2 separate regions of the Mus musculus genome follow, and region 1 is linked to region 2. The links are chromatin contacts, called in public HiChIP or PLAC-seq maps. All regions are on one chromosome and are shown on one strand. Each heading gives the region's core, a stretch centred on a gene start, on an enhancer-like site or on the middle of the called end of the contact. The rest is flanking DNA. Distances are from core to core; before and after follow the strand shown. Region 1 holds the start of Kif5a (kinesin family member 5A). Region 2 overlaps Agap2 (ArfGAP with GTPase domain, ankyrin repeat and PH domain 2).

What was found. HiChIP or PLAC-seq counts read pairs in DNA pulled down with a chosen protein or histone mark.
Region 1: a contact with region 2 is called in a FOXA1 HiChIP or PLAC-seq map of pancreatic cancer cells. The contact joins the promoter of Kif5a here to the enhancer-like site in region 2. A contact is called at or near these places in 7 of 39 promoter capture datasets (the 3T3-L1 cell line, the C10 cell line, cranial neural crest and 2 more), 4 of 484 Hi-C or Micro-C datasets (bone marrow-derived macrophages, cortical neurons, embryonic stem cells and 1 more), 4 of 115 datasets of contacts at active chromatin or transcription factors (embryonic forebrain, embryonic stem cells, neural tube and 1 more) and 3 of 9 other capture datasets (adipose tissue, liver and pancreatic islet).

What each region holds. Positions count from the first base shown.
Region 1 is chr10:127,261,429-127,265,961 of GRCm38.p6, reverse strand. Kif5a (kinesin family member 5A) reads left to right here and starts at 2,599. Exons shown (of 29, transcript NM_001039000.4): 1 at 2,599-3,194. The coding sequence starts at 3,066. Gm40800 (a long non-coding RNA gene) reads right to left here and starts at 1,658. Exons shown (of 2, transcript XR_872171.2): 1 at 1,261-1,658; 2 at 218-595.
Region 2 is chr10:127,090,164-127,094,467 of GRCm38.p6, reverse strand. It overlaps Agap2 (ArfGAP with GTPase domain, ankyrin repeat and PH domain 2), which reads right to left. Exons shown (of 19, transcript NM_001033263.5): 14 at 4,267-4,304; 15 at 3,893-4,041; 16 at 3,706-3,796; 17 at 3,371-3,593; 18 at 3,020-3,275; 19 at 1,298-2,898. The coding sequence ends at 2,656. It overlaps Os9 (amplified in osteosarcoma), which reads left to right. Exons shown (of 15, transcript NM_001171026.1): 15 at 1-209. Among named protein-coding and RNA genes, the nearest start is that of Agap2, 13 kb to the right of the region's middle. Within about 2 kb of position 2,762, at least 45 of the 459 cell types and tissues checked have an H3K27ac peak or open chromatin away from gene starts, as enhancers often do. A contact at or near this core is called in cortical neurons, pancreatic cancer cells, pancreatic islet and 1 more, where this site is marked.

The sequences.
Region 1 (4,533 bases), core at 1,350-3,849, 170 kb before region 2:
CCTAGTTAAATTTTAATTTCAGGAGCTGGAAAGATGTCCCAGGGGTTAAGAGCACAGTCCTCTTGTAGAGGACCTGGGTTCTATCCCCAGCATCCAGATAGTGGCTCACAGCCATTTATAATTCCAGTACCAGGTGCCCTCTTCTGGCCTCTGAGGGCACCAGACACACACGTGGTACACTGACATACATGCAGACAAAACACCCATACACATAAAATAAATAAATAATAACAATTTTTTATTGAAGTTAATTTCAGGTCAACAACTAACAATTGTTAGTATAAGCATGCTTCTTATATTTCTGATATGCATATAATAATCTGAAACCCAAGTTCGTCTGAGGGTGCTATTTCTTCTTCTTTTTTTCTTCAAAAGTCTGGACATCTTAAATGAAAAAGCGCTGGCTCACAGTCTGACTGAACTCTCCATGACGGTCATCAATTTCATTAATAGTTCCCCAGAAATTAGGAGGAAGGAATTTGACACAGGTCTCAAACTGTAGTTCAGGGTGGCTTGGAACTCACTTTTCAGTGCTGGGGATTGAACTCAGGACCTTACATATAGTAGCTTTGTGTCCAGTCAGCAACCAATCTTTCTGGAGGAGAGATACAGTATGGTTAATCCTCTTACTTTGCCACATCAATGCATGACAATAGAAACCCCAATTATTTAATTTAATTTGTTTCTTTGTGTGTGTGGTGTGTGTGCGCGCACACAGGAACGTGGAGATCAGAGGACAGCTGTTATGCATCTGCTTTCTCTCCCCACCATGGGGGTCCTGCAGATCAAACTCAGTCGTGTGGCAAGCCCCTTCACCTGCTGAGCCATCTCACTGACCCATTTTTAAAACAGAAGGAAAGGCTGGGTGTGGTGGCACATGCCTGGTCTAGTGAGTCCCAGAATCTCTATGTAGCTCCAGCTGTCTCAAAACAAGAACAGAAGAGGAGAAGGAGGAAGGGGGTTGGGGCTGGGATGGGAGGTGAGAGACAAATAGAAAACCTACTACGTGCTACTAGAGAAATAAAAAGGTACACTCAGGACAAAAGGAAGTCCTCAAGCCAGACACAGTGCTGTCCACATATATTCCTAGCACTTGGTAGCCTGGGTAGGAATACAGGAACAGGCTAGCCTGTGTAAGGACCCCCCACCCCCCACCCCCCCGGCCAGGTCCCATCTCAAAAATTAAAATAACCGAAAATAGAGGATGAACTGTTGCAGCTGTATAAAAACCTTGTTGGGGGCATGTGTGGGCACACATACCCACTGAATTCTTGCCTCGATGGACTGTCATTTTGAAGTCACTAAGGATGCCACCTTCTTGTCTCTAGAGGCTGGACGTTGGTATATTTCCTGAGCTTGCAAGATGCTGCAACCTTCAGAAACAGTGCCAAACGACCGAGGGTAGCGTTCCTGAATTAGGAACTCGCCATTCTCATTCCTGGCTTCTGCCCAAGCCTCGGCCTCTGTCACCATGATCTCCAGGTCATGTATTGGGCTTCTTTCTGTTGGTTCCCTTAAGAGTCAAGGAGTGTGACTAGTGAAGGCCCAGCTCAGCTGGTATCTGGCCGGTTAGGGCTTGTTTGTCTAGGCCACTGCCCTCTCATCCTTCCCCCTTAGTAACTAACTGACCCTAGACACTGGCCAGTTTCTGAGCCAAGGCCTCCACCCCCTCCCTTCTGATTTCTCCCATCACCCCATCTTCCCCTTGGCTGGAACCTCAAGCCCTGCATCGGAGCTCTCTGTTGACAAGCAGAGGCTGTGACATTGAGCGAAATCAATTTGACCAGCTCGTGGTGTTCCTGTTTTGGGCTGCGGAGGAGACAGGACAAGAACTCTCTGGGCTTGGCTCTTTGTCCCCTTTCCTTTCCTTTCCTTTCCTTTCCTTTCCTTTCCTTTCCTTTCCTATCCTTTCCTCTCTCTTTCTTTCTTTCTTTCTTTCTTTCTTTCTTTCTTTCTTTCTTTCTTTCTTTCTTTTCTTCCGATGTGGAAACTGGGAGAAGAAAAGAATGGAGACTCTGTCCAAAGGTAACTAGGGCAGTAAACACACAGAGATACTGAGCCCGTCTGAGACCCAAATGTAACTCTTTGCCCTGGAAGCTCCTCACAGCAGGACCTCTGGCCCTTTGTTCCTTTCCTCAGGCTGCTATACTCCTGTTCTCTTGCAAAAGCTGCCCTGCCTACCCATATCCCACCCCAACCTTAGAGGCCTCGATGAGAACTCCATCTGTCCCTGAATGGCTGGAAGATAGCTTGTCTTTCCTTCTATTATTATATTATATTTACTTCTATTATATATTATATTATAGAGGAGTAGGCAAGACCTGCCTGTCTTTTCTCCATGCCATGGGATCTAGACTTCACTTCTGTAGCTTCCCACCCGTAAAGGCTCACTGGCTCATTGTACATCTGAGGGGCAGAAAGAGGCTGGGAGAAGGAGGATAAGTGTGATTTAAATATGAAAAGTGGGGTGTAATGGGTGTTTTTTGTTTTGTTTTGTTTTGTTTTTTGCGGGGGTGTGTGTTCTGGAATTAAGGGAATGGGAGGCCCGTAGGTGCTCTTTCCCAGGCAGGCGACAGGCCCACCTTAGTCCTCTTTTCCATTCCTGTAGGTGGAGTCTAAGGAGGAACAGACAGGTCGCGTGTAGCAAAGTGAGCTGTGTGGGGAAGGGGTGAGGACAAGGTTATTTGCGAGCCTCCAAATCAAGGAACCAGGTGAGCCTAAGCCAAACTCCACCTTTGGGTGGTCGCAGTTCGGAGGATCACCTCCTGCGAAGGAAACCCCGCCCCCGCGGCTCCGGCGCGCCCCGCCCAGGCCCGCAGCGCGGCTGCAGCGCGAGGGGCGGAGAGGCACAGCGCGGCGAGAGGACCAGACGCCCAGGTCGCCCGCATCCAGTGCCGCAGGACACCGAAAGCTCATCTTCCCCGAGGCGTTCCAGCTGCTCCCTTGGCCTCAGCGACAGATCACCTGTCCACTGCCTCGACCTCAGCCCAGCGTCCCCTTCCTCCGGAGTACACGCTACCCTTGCAGTCGGAGACGCTCCCAGCCCCTCGTCGTCGTCGACCACCATGGCGGAGACTAACAACGAATGCAGCATCAAGGTGCTTTGCCGATTTCGGCCCCTGAACCAGGCCGAGATTCTGCGGGGGGACAAGTTCATCCCCATTTTCCAAGGGGACGACAGCGTCATTATTGGGGTGAGTGCTACATCCGAAGGAAATTAGAGGAGGGGGCGGGATGCAAAAATCTTTTCACCCCCAAGACTTAGTCCCTCTGCCTGTCATCCTGCAGCAGCTCAGGGATGCTCAGCCTCCATCCTCTCCGCCGCAGCCCCTCCTCTCCCCTGCATCAGGATGGCTGGGTGTGGCCTGCCTAGGCCTGCAGCCAAGTCTCTGCAGAGTGGGAGGGGGCTCCTTTCCCGTCATCAGGAACCCCAACTTGTCTTTGCTACTCTCTTGCAATGTTCCCACCCCTTAGAGCCAGTTCCCTGCCTTTGTGATGTTTTCCCTCTCCCCTAGAGAAAGCGCGTTTTCCCTTTGTTATTGACTCTCATCTCTACCCTAACCTCCACGAAGGGAGGGGAAGGTTAGTGGATGGGCTTGATAGGAAATGAGAAGTCTAGGGCCTCTGTGGAGGAATGAATGGGAGTGGGTTCTAGGACGGGCCCTTCCATCATCGCCTTTAGTAGTTGCTGCCTGGACTTGGGGGGAGGGAGCAGAAATCTGGTGAAGGGTTTTCTGGGAAAGCTGTACACAGATGCCACACCCAATTGGAGAGTTAGCCTCTAGGATCCTAAGGGCCTGTGTGCCTTTCTATCCCGAGTGTAGTATCAAGATGATTTCAGATCCTAAGCCCTCCCAAGTCAAAGTGCCCAAATCCTGAGTTTGTACATACTTGCTTATTCATCTTAGTCTTGAAGATCCAATACAAGGTAGTATGAGTGCTACCTCGTCATGGCAGCCCTCTCCCAAGGAGATCGTCAGGCGAATTAATGCTTTCTGTGCACTTGGTGTTCTGTGCTTAGGACTGAAGTCTCAAGATTGCAGTAAGCAGTGTTCATACTTCCGTTTTGCAGACGAGGAGATTGAGGTTCAAGGAAGTTGAATGACTTTCTCAAGGTCATGCCGAGACTCCGTAGATCTGCTAGTCTACAGAACTGAACTTGAGTCTGTGACTCCAAAACCCACATGGTTTTCCTTTATGCCACCCCACCTCCCCAGATTTCCATTCCAGGCCATTGTGATGGTCTGAAGGGCCGCTCGGTCTTGCTCCTTCCACCTTTCTTAGGGTGTTAAGGACTTTCAGGGTAAGAGGATCTGAGGTCCAGTTCTGTAGGACTTTGGGGGTATTGAGCCAAGAAGTTGTTGTTAGTATCAGATGGGAGGAGCAGCTATGAAGGCAGTTGTCAAGGTCAGGATGATTCTTGAGTGCCTTGGTCCACAGTGCTTGGCATAAAGCAACCAGAGAGGGGACACCTGCACCTTCTGAGTTAGGCAATGTAATCGTGTCTAGGAGAAGCTCCAAGCTCCTACCTCT
Region 2 (4,304 bases), core at 1,513-4,012:
GGTGGGGGGGGCATGGCATCCAGAAGAGGGTGGAGAGGTGCACGGCTGCCGAGGAGGGGCTGTGTGGGCACTGAAGGAGCAGCAGCTTGCCTGTGCCTGTCCAGGGCCACCCACCCCTCCTTCTCAGCCCCAGTCTAGGGGGCTTGAAATCTTGTCATTCCCCACAAAGCTAATGTCACCCATTAAAGTAAATCAACTAGTTGGCGGTAGAGTTTGCGGACAATCCTGACCCTCTTCCGCTGGCCTGTGGATCCCTTGACAAGCGACTCTGTTCTGTCCAGGGTCCTTGTTTCCTCCCCAGATCCGAACACACTGAGCTTCTAAGGTAGGGTGTGAGCTTTTGCTAGAAGGGAAGGTGGCGATGCTGTAGGGGAGAATCAAGGTCTCGGCTCAGTGGGATCTGCCAGGTCTCCCCCACTTTGTCCCTCTCTACCACTCCTCCCTGGGTCATGCTGATGTGCTAGGTGGTTACCCAGCCAGGAGCTCTGCAGAGCAGCTTCCAGATGAGACCTGTTTCTGGAGGTCTGACCAGACCGTGTCAGCTCACTGGCACGTCTACAGTGAACACTTTAGAGGACACTTAGAACCAATCCTATCCAAAGACGCCGGTACGGCCAACTGACTCCTCAGGGTAGACGATAGCAGGTGGGGACCCAACCTGCTCTAGCCACTAGCCCAGTACCACCCTGGCTGAGCCTTTATCAGGCCTGGTGCTTACAGCTTCTACACACAAAAGGCAGGGCTGGCTATGTGCAAGCTGCCATGCTATGACCCAGGCCACCATGACCAGGTGACCCTAAAACAATAAAAGTGAGCAAATACCTGGACCTTGTGGACCTTTGGGCCTGCCGAATGGTTGGGAAATCTTTTGCCCCTTCAGTCCCTACTGTCCCACCTCCATCAGCTCTGTTGCCTAGTGACCAAAGCATCTTCCCCAGGGTCACTGCACTTACAGGGGTCCCCTCAACACTAAGAGGCCACTGGGTTCACTTGTCCAACAACCCCACCTTCTCAGTCCTCAACTCCCGAGGCCTGTCTCTTTCTCCAAACACCAGGCTCCAACTCCTTCCCAGGCTCAGCATCAATTGTGCATCTAACATCTGCTCTTGGGTTCCCACTGTTGCTCCTACCTCATAAACCCAGGGTTGTTGTACAAAGCTGGAACTACCTCTGTGCCCATGGGTGCTGTCTTAGCCCCAGCCCAGAAACCAGAACTTCTGCTTAATCCTTTCCCATCCCCAACATGGAGACCACACCCTCACCTGCCTGTCGAATAACAGACCAGCATCTCACCCCCTAGACAAAATCACTTGCTCTTTAATTGCTGTTAAGATTCACACCACCTGCTTTGGAGGTGAGGGGGGTAACCCCTGCCCCCTCTTCACTCCACTCCCCAATTACCTGGTCTTTTGCAAAATATTTTAGCCAGGAAAAAAAAAAAAAAAAAAAAAAAAAAAGACCGGAAACCACTGACACAGACAGCCCAAAGCCGGGCTGACTAAGGGTGGCAGGGCTGGGCCAGATAAGTCCACACCACCTCTCCCTTTCTGGGGATGGGGGCCAGGACCTTAAAGTCCTCCCAACCACTACACACCCTCTCAGCCCTGGCTGGGAGGGAGCAAAGGATAGAAAAAACGGACCTGGAGCTGCTCCAGGGAGAGAGGGGCTGGACAGAAAGGATTATGGGGGAGGGGTCCCGTTGTAGGGGTGCCCCCTACCCCAGATCACCACGGGCGCTGCACAGTCACAGGTACGCAGTCACGGTCACAGACACAACCCGAGAGCACCCCCACCCTACCCCACCCCTGCCCACCCCTGGCTTCCCCTACCCTGATATGCCCTCCCCTCGCCCCTACCCACCCCATCCCCATGTTGGGGAACAAAGCAATAAATTACAAGGCCCCTCTCTAGTCACCTCCTGTTCCAATCCTTCTCCCTCTACCCCATGATCGTAAGGGGAAGGACCCAGGCTCTCGGCTCCCCCTGGCTCTTTAGCTTCCATTCATAAGATAGGTAGAGGGGGGATATCTGATTTCCACTCCTCATGGTCCCTTTCACGGAAAGGGTTGGGGACCCCTCCACCTCCATGGGCAGCAGGGGTCCTGCCCCTCGCTGCCCTCCCCCCTCACTGGGCAGTGAGATTAGCATGGAAGGGGTGGGGTCCCCAAGTTGGTCCCAAATCTCAGGGCTAGTCTTCCACGTACTAACCCCTCCCTCTGGCGTGGAGTTGCCCCAGGAGCCAGCCTGGGATTCGGCTCCCGCCACCCGATTGTAGAACGCAGGCAGGATTGGATCTTTTCCCCGCCCCTAGGGGGGGCACAAGCCAGCAAGTCCAAACACCTTGGAGCCCGGAACAGCTGCAAGGGAGTGCCCACCTACAAACACCCAGCAGGTAGACCCAGGGCAATCCAAGTAAGAAAGCTGTGAAGTAGGGGCGTGATGAGCTAGGGTCTCCATGCCTCACTGGGGAGAGGGAGGTGAGTTTGTGTCTCCTGGGAGGCGTGCGGGGCTGTGCCCTCGTGGGGGTAGAAAGTGCTCCCGTGGGGCGGGGTGCGGACTGGAGAGGTGAGTGGGTGCATCTGTCCAACGGTCCACCCGGTGTAGTCGTGCCCGGCCCGCGCGGGGGTGGGGGGTGTCTCTCCCGCTGCTGGGCAACTATACCAGCGCGATCGTGGTGTCCACGCGGCCCAAGCTGGCAGCACTGCTCCGGCGCCTCGGGCTGGGCGTGGCGGTAATGCTGGGGGTGGTGGCCGCGCTGGGCGTGGTGGCCGTGCTGCCGCCCTCTCCCGGGCAGCCGTGCTGGAGAAGGATGTCTGCACACAGCTGGCTGCCAGCCTGGCGGGCATAGAACAGTGCCGTGCGGCCTTGCGCATCGCGGGCCGCCACGTCTGCGCCATACTGCAGGAGGAAAAGGTCGTGTGACCACACACCATCCAGGGGACCTCCACCCACATGTTGCCCACCCGACACCTCCAAGCCCACCTCCAGGCTCCCTTTCCCTACCTCTCCGCTCACGTACCCACAACAGCAGCTGTGTAATGACAACGTGGGCGAGCTCGGCCGCCAAGTGCAGCGGCGAGCGGAGCTGCGGGTCCTCCACGCTGGTGTCGAGCGGCCCATGTCGCGCGTGGGCCAGAAGCAGCAGAACGGCGGCCACGTCCTGGGCCTCCACAGCGGCCCACAGTTGGCGGCCCAGCGGCTCCTCCGTGGTGCCCAGAGGCGCCAGGAACAGCAGCTGCTCATACTTGGCGCGAATCCACGACTCACGCTCCTCCCTGCAGCACCAGGGACCAAGGAAAAGAGTTATAAGGGACCTCTTATCCGGACCTCCCAGGAATCGTACACCCTCACGCTGATCCTCGATCCTTACCGCGAAGAGTCCCGTGTAGGCTTGGCACGGCCTCGAGTGTCGCTCTCCCACACGCGGTTGGCTGTGTCGTTGCCAATGGCCGTCAGCACCAGGGTCAGCTCCCGCGGCCAGTCATCCAAATCCAGTGAACGCACTCGGGACAGGTGTGTGCCCAGGTTCCGGTGGATGCCAGAACACTCGATGCAGATGAGTGCGCCCAGATTCAAACTGGCCCACGTGGGGTCTGAGACAGGATGCAACAGTAAGACAAACACCCCACCATTCAACGAACTGCAGCTAACTCCGTACTCTGGGACCCCACCCTCCAATTCCCTCAGCGGTGCCCTTGCACTTACTGGGAGCTCCACAGTCCACACAGGTCGAGTTTCCCTTTGCGTTGCGGATCGCCTGGATGGCCACAGCTTCGCTTTGGCTGTCAGTGCGCAGCTGCAGAGGAGTTGAAGTTAGCTCTGGCACAGCGTACCTCTGACCCTCCCCCCAGCCTCTCCTGCTAGCCTCCATCCATAGCATCAAATCGGTTACCTTGACCTTGCTGCTCTCACAGCACTGCAGACTGGCCAGGATCTGACTCTCAATGGCCTGAACCCAAGCATCCCGCTCCTCAAAGCTGGCTGCCTCAAAGTGCCACGTCTGACCAGTGCTGGACACGATCAGGAACTCAAAGTTTTCCTCTGAGTGGGTGGATGGAGAGGTCATGAGGGGCAGAGTTCAAGCAGGAGGCCTTCCCCCAAACCCTTCCTCCCTGATGTCCTTGGAGCCCTTAGGAGGGGGACAGTAGAAGGAAGGGGGAGCAGAGGGTGGGAAATAGCAGGAAGCCCGAGCACATGCAGGGAGAGGCAGGGCCCCCCACCCCTCTGCACCCCAGCTGAGCACCCCTCCCGGCTCCCACTTGTTACCTGCTTTATAAATATTTCTTAAACTACCAAAGGATTTT